Regions from separate parts of the Sus scrofa genome. Here region 2 is linked to region 1. Evidence: chromatin contacts called from public Hi-C data. All regions are on one chromosome and are shown on one strand. Each heading gives the region's core, a stretch centred on a gene start, on an enhancer-like site or on the middle of the called end of the contact. The rest is flanking DNA. Distances are from core to core; before and after follow the strand shown.

Region 1 (3,364 bases), core at 543-3,042:
GTAATCCTTCCCAGCCAAACAGCATTTTGTATCAGTTTAAAACACTAAGCATCCTGCTCCCTGTGGGTCATAGCAGCCCTGCCAATAGTAGCCCCAGCTAAGGTAGCCCCCGCCCCCCAGCCCCCAAGTTCACCTTTCTGCAATGATTCCAAGACCCTCTTTTGGAATTGAGCCCAAAGACCCTGAATGAACATGCTGTCTTATGGCAGATCTCATGCGGGCAGAGGTAGCCCCTGGTTTATCAGATGGAGCCAGAACCACCCCTCCCAACACTACCATGGCTGACCCACCATCTGGCCCACTGCTCTGACCACAAACAAGCTGCCCTTCCCACTTTGGCCTCCAGCTCTCCAATTCTGAGAGACAGCAGAGCAGCTGGTGGAGTCTGGCCTTCAGAACATGGCTCACCAAACCCAAGGCCAAGGCCAGGCTGTGAGCTCCTTATCCTGTCAGAGTTCTCAGAAAACTGTGGGTTCTCACCCTTGATCTTATTGGTTTTTCAACTGCCCATCACCACCCCCAGTGTCCATTTTATCATCCTTATCTATCGTCACATTCCACAGGAGGAAACTGAAATCCAGAGCAGAGGCCCCCCCAGCCAAGGTCACCCAGGGGATTTGGGGTAGTGCTGGGAAGTGAACTCAGTCTCCTAAACCCTGGGCTCTTTGCAATATCCAGATCTGCTTTCCACTTGACTCTTTTTCCCCACAGTGAGGAGCCTCCCGAAGTCTCTGGGGTAAACCTGGGCCTCTCTGATGAGGTCCAAGAACTCTCCTCCAATATGGGAGCTGCCAGAATGTGTGCCGCTCCCTTCCCTGCCACAGTGCCTCCCCAGATCTTGAAGCCGGGCACTGCAGAAAGGTTCCTATCACTGCAGAAGCAACTCCCAGGACTGGGGAGCGCCTACTCCACAGACTGCCTTTGGAGTGGTGCCAGAGTTCCTGGGATGGGCGGCAGAGCCCGGCAGGTGGGCTTTCACCTCCGCTGGCCCTCTCTGGGAGGCAAGCCCATTCCCACACCCACTACACACCGCATGTCACTGCCAGCGACGCTCCCTGCGGCGCGCTCCAACAGAGAACACCACGGAGCTGCCCCATACTGCTCTCCAGGGGTTAAAAATGCAGCATCCTAAACAAGGGTTAAAAATGCAGCCCTGGTGAGTCTCGGTTGAGTCGGTGCAAGGGATCCTGCCTAAACACTAGTCCCTGCGAAAGCGGCATCCTCCCCCTTCCCTACGCAGTCCTCGGGGGCCAGAGCGACTCGAGCGACTGGGGGGAGCAAGAGAGGCGCACGCCGCACCTTCCCGACACCAGTGCCCCCTCCCCACGCCCACACCCCCGCGCCCCCCGCAGCCCAGGCAGGGGGCTGCAAGCGCCAGCGGGTCCCGGGCGCGGCGGGCGAAGGACGCTTGCTTACCTTTGTGACAGTCATGCAGAAACTCCGGGGCGGTGCGGGAGCGCGGCGTGCAGGGGCGGCGGCCGGGGTCCGCAGGGGGCCCCAGGCGGAGGCGGGAAGGGGGTCCTGCGCGGCTCGGCGCGCTCCCCGCGCCCCGCGGGAGGCTCAGCAGAGCCTGGGGGCCGCGCTCCGGGCGGGCAGCGCGCAGGGACCGCTCGTCGGCGCTCGCCCGCCGCTCCTCGCTGATGTCAGCCCCGAATGTGCATTTATAATAGATGAGCCTCCTTCGCCGCAGGAAGGCGAGGCAGGAAGAAAGGGAGCGAGGGAGAGGGCCCGGGCTGGGGGGCGGGGGGAGGAAGAGGGGCCGGGAACTCGCTACAAAGGAGGAGGCGGAAGGAGGAGGAGGAGGAAGCGCAAGCCGCCTGCCGCCTTACCCCGCGCCTCCCGGGCTTGGTCGCCGGCCGCGGGGCACCGCCGCTCCCGAAGCCTGGGGCCGGCACCCAGGCCCGCGGCCTTAACCCCTTCAGGCCCGCGGCCGCCACGCGGCTGGAGGGGGTTGAGTCCTGGCACCTGCCGACTGCGGTGGGGGTGGGCGGCGACTCGGGCTCTCGGTGCCCTGTTGGGCCCCGAGCGCTGGTGAAGTCACACACTAGACGGCCCAGGCGCCGCGTGGGCCGAGAAGACTGCCGGGCTCCCGCGCTGGAGGTTCGGAAAGTCGGCCCGCGGGCCTGGAGCGCGGCACGGCTGGCGGAGAGGGCGTGGCAGCCGCCCGCCTGGGAGCTCGGCCCGCAACCCCGCCTCGAGCAGACCGGGCATGAGGGGCACGGGATGGAGCGACACAAACACTCCTTCGAGTCTCATTCCTGCAGCCGGGGACGGCCCAGAGGGGCTCAGAGACAATTCTACAGAGGAGGAAACTGAGGGCCGGAGTGGGAAGTGACTTGCACAATGGCACACAGCCGGGCTGGCGTTTCTCGGGAAGCCCCCTTTCCGCGTCGCCGCAAGCTCTCTGCGGATCCCCCCTGTTATAAAAGCTGAGTTCTGGAGACTGGACGGCCCGCCCCAGGAGTGTCTGCACAAGCTTGGGTAGAGCGCTGCGCTGGGGAAACACCACAGGTGTGTCCTCTCTGGTGAACTAATCCTGACCTGGGTAACTCCATATCTTGGAGCTGTTGCAGGGACTTGAGGAATGATCCTCTGAAAGTGTCCCCGCAGGTCTTCCTAAAGAAGCCCTCCTCTGGAGGACCTGAGTAGACCGGTTTTGAGAGATTCTAAACCGCTGCGACTGGCGAGGGGAGGGGCTTGCGAAGATGGAGGCGGAGGGATCTGCCACGCATCGCAAGTCCCTCCACGCGCGGAAGTGCTGGCTTCCTGCTCCCGCGTGACTGTACAACTCAATTAATTAGACGACTTTGTGGACGTGGTAGGAGCACCTGTTCTGTGTTTAAGGTGCCAGAAGAACAGAGAGGAGCGGGGAGGCCTTCCTTCAAAGAGGCCACTGTTGAGAGCAGCAATGATAATCAGCAGCTGTAGAGCTCTTTGTGGATCACTATGCTACTTTTATTTACATTTTCTCCTGTAGTCCTAAATGCAATAATAGTATGAGGAAGGAATTACCATCCTCAGTTTGCTGACAAGTGAACAGACTCAGAGAGTGGCAGGGACCTACCCAAGATCATACAGTGACAGAGCCAGGACCTGAACATAAGATTTGTTTGTTTGTTTGGTGTTTTTTGGCTGTGTCGGGCATGTGGAAGTTTCCTGGCCAGGAATCTAACCCGAGCCACAGCAGCAAACTGAGCCACAGCAGTGGCAAGGCGGGATCCTTAATCCTCTGTGCCATCAAGAAACCCTCATAAGTCTTTTTAAATCAAGTACAGCATTGTGTATAGATCTGTGAATTCCAGGTCCACTCACACCTGCTGCATTATTTGAGCTTTCACGCCTGTCTTGGGAAGTGGATAGACAG
Region 2 (3,823 bases), core at 679-3,178, 74 kb before region 1:
AAAAAAAAAAACGAGCACAAAAAATGCTGCAGACTTGAAAAATGTATCTACTTGGGAGTATTTCTGTAGATTAGATTCCATGAAGCAGAATTTCTGGGCCAGTGGAAACACATCTTTAAATAGGAACCATGAGGTTGTGGGTTTGATCCTTGGCCTCACTCAGTGGGTTAAGGATCCTGGCATTGCTGTGAGCTGTGGTGTAGGTCACAGACATGGCTCGGATCTGGTGTTGTTGTGACTGTGGTGAAGGCCGGCAGCTGTAGCTCTGATTAAACCCCTAGCCTGGTAACCTCCATGTGCAATAGGTGCAGCCCTAAAAAAATAAATAAATAAAATAAAGCAAAATAAACCAATATAAAAATAAATAAATACATCAAACACATTTACAGTATATTTGAGTGCCTGCTCTCTCACACATTTGGCAATACCAACAACTATGACTCTTTTAAATCTTTTTCTACTTAGTAGTGTAAAAGATATATTTTGTGGAGTTCCCACTGTGGTGCAGCAGAAATGAATCTGACTAGGAACCGTGGAATTTCGGGTTCCATCCCTGGCTTTGATCCGTGGGTTGAGGATACAGCATTGCCGTAAGCTGTGGTGTAGGTTGCAGATGTGGCTTGGATCTGGCATTGCTGTGGCTGTGGCATAGGCTGGCAGCTGTGGCTCCAATTAGACCCCTAGCCTGGGACCCTCCATATGCCACAGGCACGGCCCTAAAAAGACAAAAAAAAAAAAAAAAAAAAAAAAAAAAGGTATATACTATTTTCTGTGACTTGTTTATTCATATTCTTTGCCCATTTTCTATTGGGTTCTTTTTCTTTTTTTTATTGGGTCCTTTGTCTTATTGGTTTTTCTTAACTCTTTGTATATTCTGGACATGCATCTTTCATCTGTTATATATTGAAAATATTCTACCCAATTATGTAGCTTGCTTTTTAATTTTGCTTACATGTCTCACTGAAGTACAAAAATTATCTTTTAAAAAATTTATTCTAATCTATTAATCATTTCCTTTATGGTTTTATGGATTCTTATCTGGCTTAGGAAGCCTTTCCTTCTTGTGTCATTTTAAAAATACCTTATTTTCCTCTAATACATTTGCAGCTTTTCTTTTTATTTTTTAATGTTTAGATAGTCAGTCCATCTGGAATTAATTTTTGTGATGGTGTGAGGCATTGACTGGTGACCTTTGAAAGCCATGTAGAGGAATATGGCAGGGTGCCGGCAATGGGCTGGAGCCCCAGGAAGAACCAGCCCACATGTTGCTGGGGACCTGCAGGCCTGCAGTAGCTGGAGCTGAGCTGCTCCCTGAGTGGACAGATATCTGAGCCCATCTGGCCCAGGAGAGGAGGCAAGCTACATTTCAGAATCCTTCCCAATACACAGAGCTGCTGAGGGCATTTGCCAAGTCGACAAGTAGAGCTAACGATACTCCCCAAAAGGTACCCAAATATCTTTAACATGTTATGTGGTTCTCAAGGAGCTTTCTGTCCATTACCTGCCTCGATGCCAACATTGTGATGCAGGTGGAAGGGAACTATTTACCATCACAGGAAAATAAAGTGCAGAGAGGTTAAGTGACATGTCTGGGGTCACAATCCTGGTGATTGGCAGAGCCCCACTAGAACCTAGACTTCCTGCCGCTAGGTCCTCAGCTCCTTGGACCTCTCTGTGCATCAGGCTCTGAGTCACTGTCACTGCATCTGCCCCCTTCGGTGTAAGGGAGGATCTGACCTAAAGCTTTCCTAAATGTGTGCTCCCCCATGGTGGGGTACGTGAGACTGGAAAAATCCACCCTCCACCACCCGCTGAGGGTTTGGAGCACCAAGGCCTCCTTTGGCGTGTACCTCCTCCTCTCCCTGAGCGTTCCTCGGAGGGTGGGAGGGGAGATGAGTCAGGCCGGGGAGGGAGAGCTCAGCCATAAACAAGCGGGACTGACAGCGAGCACTTTCCCTGAGGCGTGTGACCTCCCACGGGCCTCCAGGGACTCTGCCTGAATGGCAGAGCTTCAAAATTTCATGATCTAGGCTCTGCAGATTTAATTTGCTCTATTCACGAAGGCAGCCACAGAAGGGGGAGGAAAGCTTTTAGAGGGGAGATGGGGGGATGATGGAGAAGGTAAATTATTTCTAGTCCCTCAATGGAGAGCTCAAAAAGTTGTTTTTTAACAAGTGTGCCATTTTTGCAGATGCCTAGCGTGCCTGTGCTGGCTCTTTATCCCCTCCAGCTCCAAGCCAAAAGGACATCCAGGACACGGAATTGTAAAGCTGGATCTGACTTTGGAGATCAGATGATGCGATCCCTCGGGGTTCATGGGAACCCCATGTACCCCAAAGCAAGTGATCTGTTCAAGTTCGGGGAGCTCTGGGAATAGAACCAGGTCTCTTGGATCTTGGCCTGTACTTGTTCTGGTGACTTCCAGGAAAACCCTGGGGAAAGCACAGCTACTGGATACATGATGAGAAAGTAAAAAGAAAGAGGCAGAGAGAAATAGGGGCAACAAGCCCAACGGTGACCAAACAGGGCTTCTCTCCACCCTGGGGCTGCAGCGAGGGCTGGGGAGCTGTGGGGCTCCTACCTGCTCCAGAGGGATGACGAGGAAGGAGCCACCTCCTGCGCTCTCGGTGACGATGGCCAGGAAACGGGCATTGACGGCGCAAAAATGGTTATCATGCACATTCTTGGTGATGGGGATGCCGTCGAAGCAGTGCTCCCGGTTGGCCACCTTGCCGTAGACGTTCCGGAACTTGGAGCTGCGGTACTGCGGACGCCAGGACATCTGTGAGGGGCCAGGAGAGACAAGGGTCAGGCCGGCCACTGCCTCCTGAAGGGCTGGGCTGAGCACGCGCAGGAGGGAAGCTGGTCTCCAGGGGTGCAGGGGGTGGGTGAGCAAGGCCCAGTGCCCACCCGCAGCATGTAGGAAGCGGGAAAGGGGCCTCCAAGAATTGAGTGCCTGGAAGAACCACTCTTTCAGCAAAGCCCAAAAGAGCAGCAAGTGGCATGAGGGCATTCACTCGTGTCCTGCTTTCAGTAAAATACCTTGCAGAAAGGATGGCGGGTCCTCTCACTCCCAAGGGACGGGCCATGTGACAGAGCAGACCATCTACCCAACAACATGTCTGGGCTGCCTCTTGCATGTCAGAAACTTTGCTTGATTTAGTATGGGAGGTGCAGACAGAGGAGGCAGGGTGCTCACCCAGAGAGAGAACACTTCTGACAATGAGGGGTCCGGGAGGAAGATGGCCCCCTCTATGTGCAACACGACCACCCACTAGCATACCCTCCTCTGAGTCTCTCGAAGGCTTCTAATCCACAAGTGCATCCTCAGAAATCTCTTAGTTCTATACATCATCATCATCATCATCATCATCATCATCACCAGACCCAGAGAGGTTAAGTGACCTGTTCAAGGCCACACAGCTAATGAGTAGGGCCAGGAACACAAGCCTCCTGACTGGAAATCAGAGTCTTTCCTCTGCCTTTGGAGCAAGGTTTCTCAATGTGTGTCTCACAGATCACCTGTATCAAAATCACCCACGGTGGGGGAGGTTTCTGAGCTGCTCACATCATTTGTTAGAAATGCTGATTCCTGGGTCCCAGTCCAGACCTACTGAATCCAATTATTTTGAGAATGGGGCCCAGAAATAGGCATTTTAGTCCAGCTTCCCCACCCCAGTGGGAGAGAAGCTCACTGACGTTTGTGAGCCCCTGTCCTAGAGAATATAATGGCATCCTCCCCCCCATCATCCGTGATACAGGGTCCAATTACTGACCAACTGGGCCTGACTGCATACACCATGGAGAACACAGATGTGCACGA

Evidence for each region. Hi-C and Micro-C count contacts between places; a contact is called where the count stands out from the background.
Region 2: a contact with region 1 is called in a Hi-C map of skeletal muscle, with 2.7 times the contacts expected there. The contact joins the enhancer-like site here to the promoter of CORO2B in region 1. A contact is called at or near these places in 4 of 47 Hi-C or Micro-C datasets (brain, heart right ventricle, skeletal muscle and 1 more) and 1 of 2 datasets of contacts at active chromatin or transcription factors (skeletal muscle).

Annotation. Positions count from the first base shown.
Region 1 is chr1:166,464,298-166,467,661 of Sscrofa11.1, reverse strand. CORO2B (coronin-2B) reads right to left here and starts at 1,792. Exons shown (of 12, transcript XM_003121757.5): 1 at 1,417-1,792. The coding sequence starts at 1,431.
Region 2 is chr1:166,537,811-166,541,633 of Sscrofa11.1, reverse strand. It overlaps CORO2B (coronin-2B), which reads right to left. Exons shown (of 12, transcript XM_003121757.5): 2 at 2,582-2,782. Among named protein-coding and RNA genes, the nearest start is that of CORO2B, 74 kb to the right of the region's middle. Within about 2 kb of position 1,928, at least 18 of the 83 cell types and tissues checked have an H3K27ac peak or open chromatin away from gene starts, as enhancers often do. A contact at or near this core is called in brain and skeletal muscle, where this site is marked.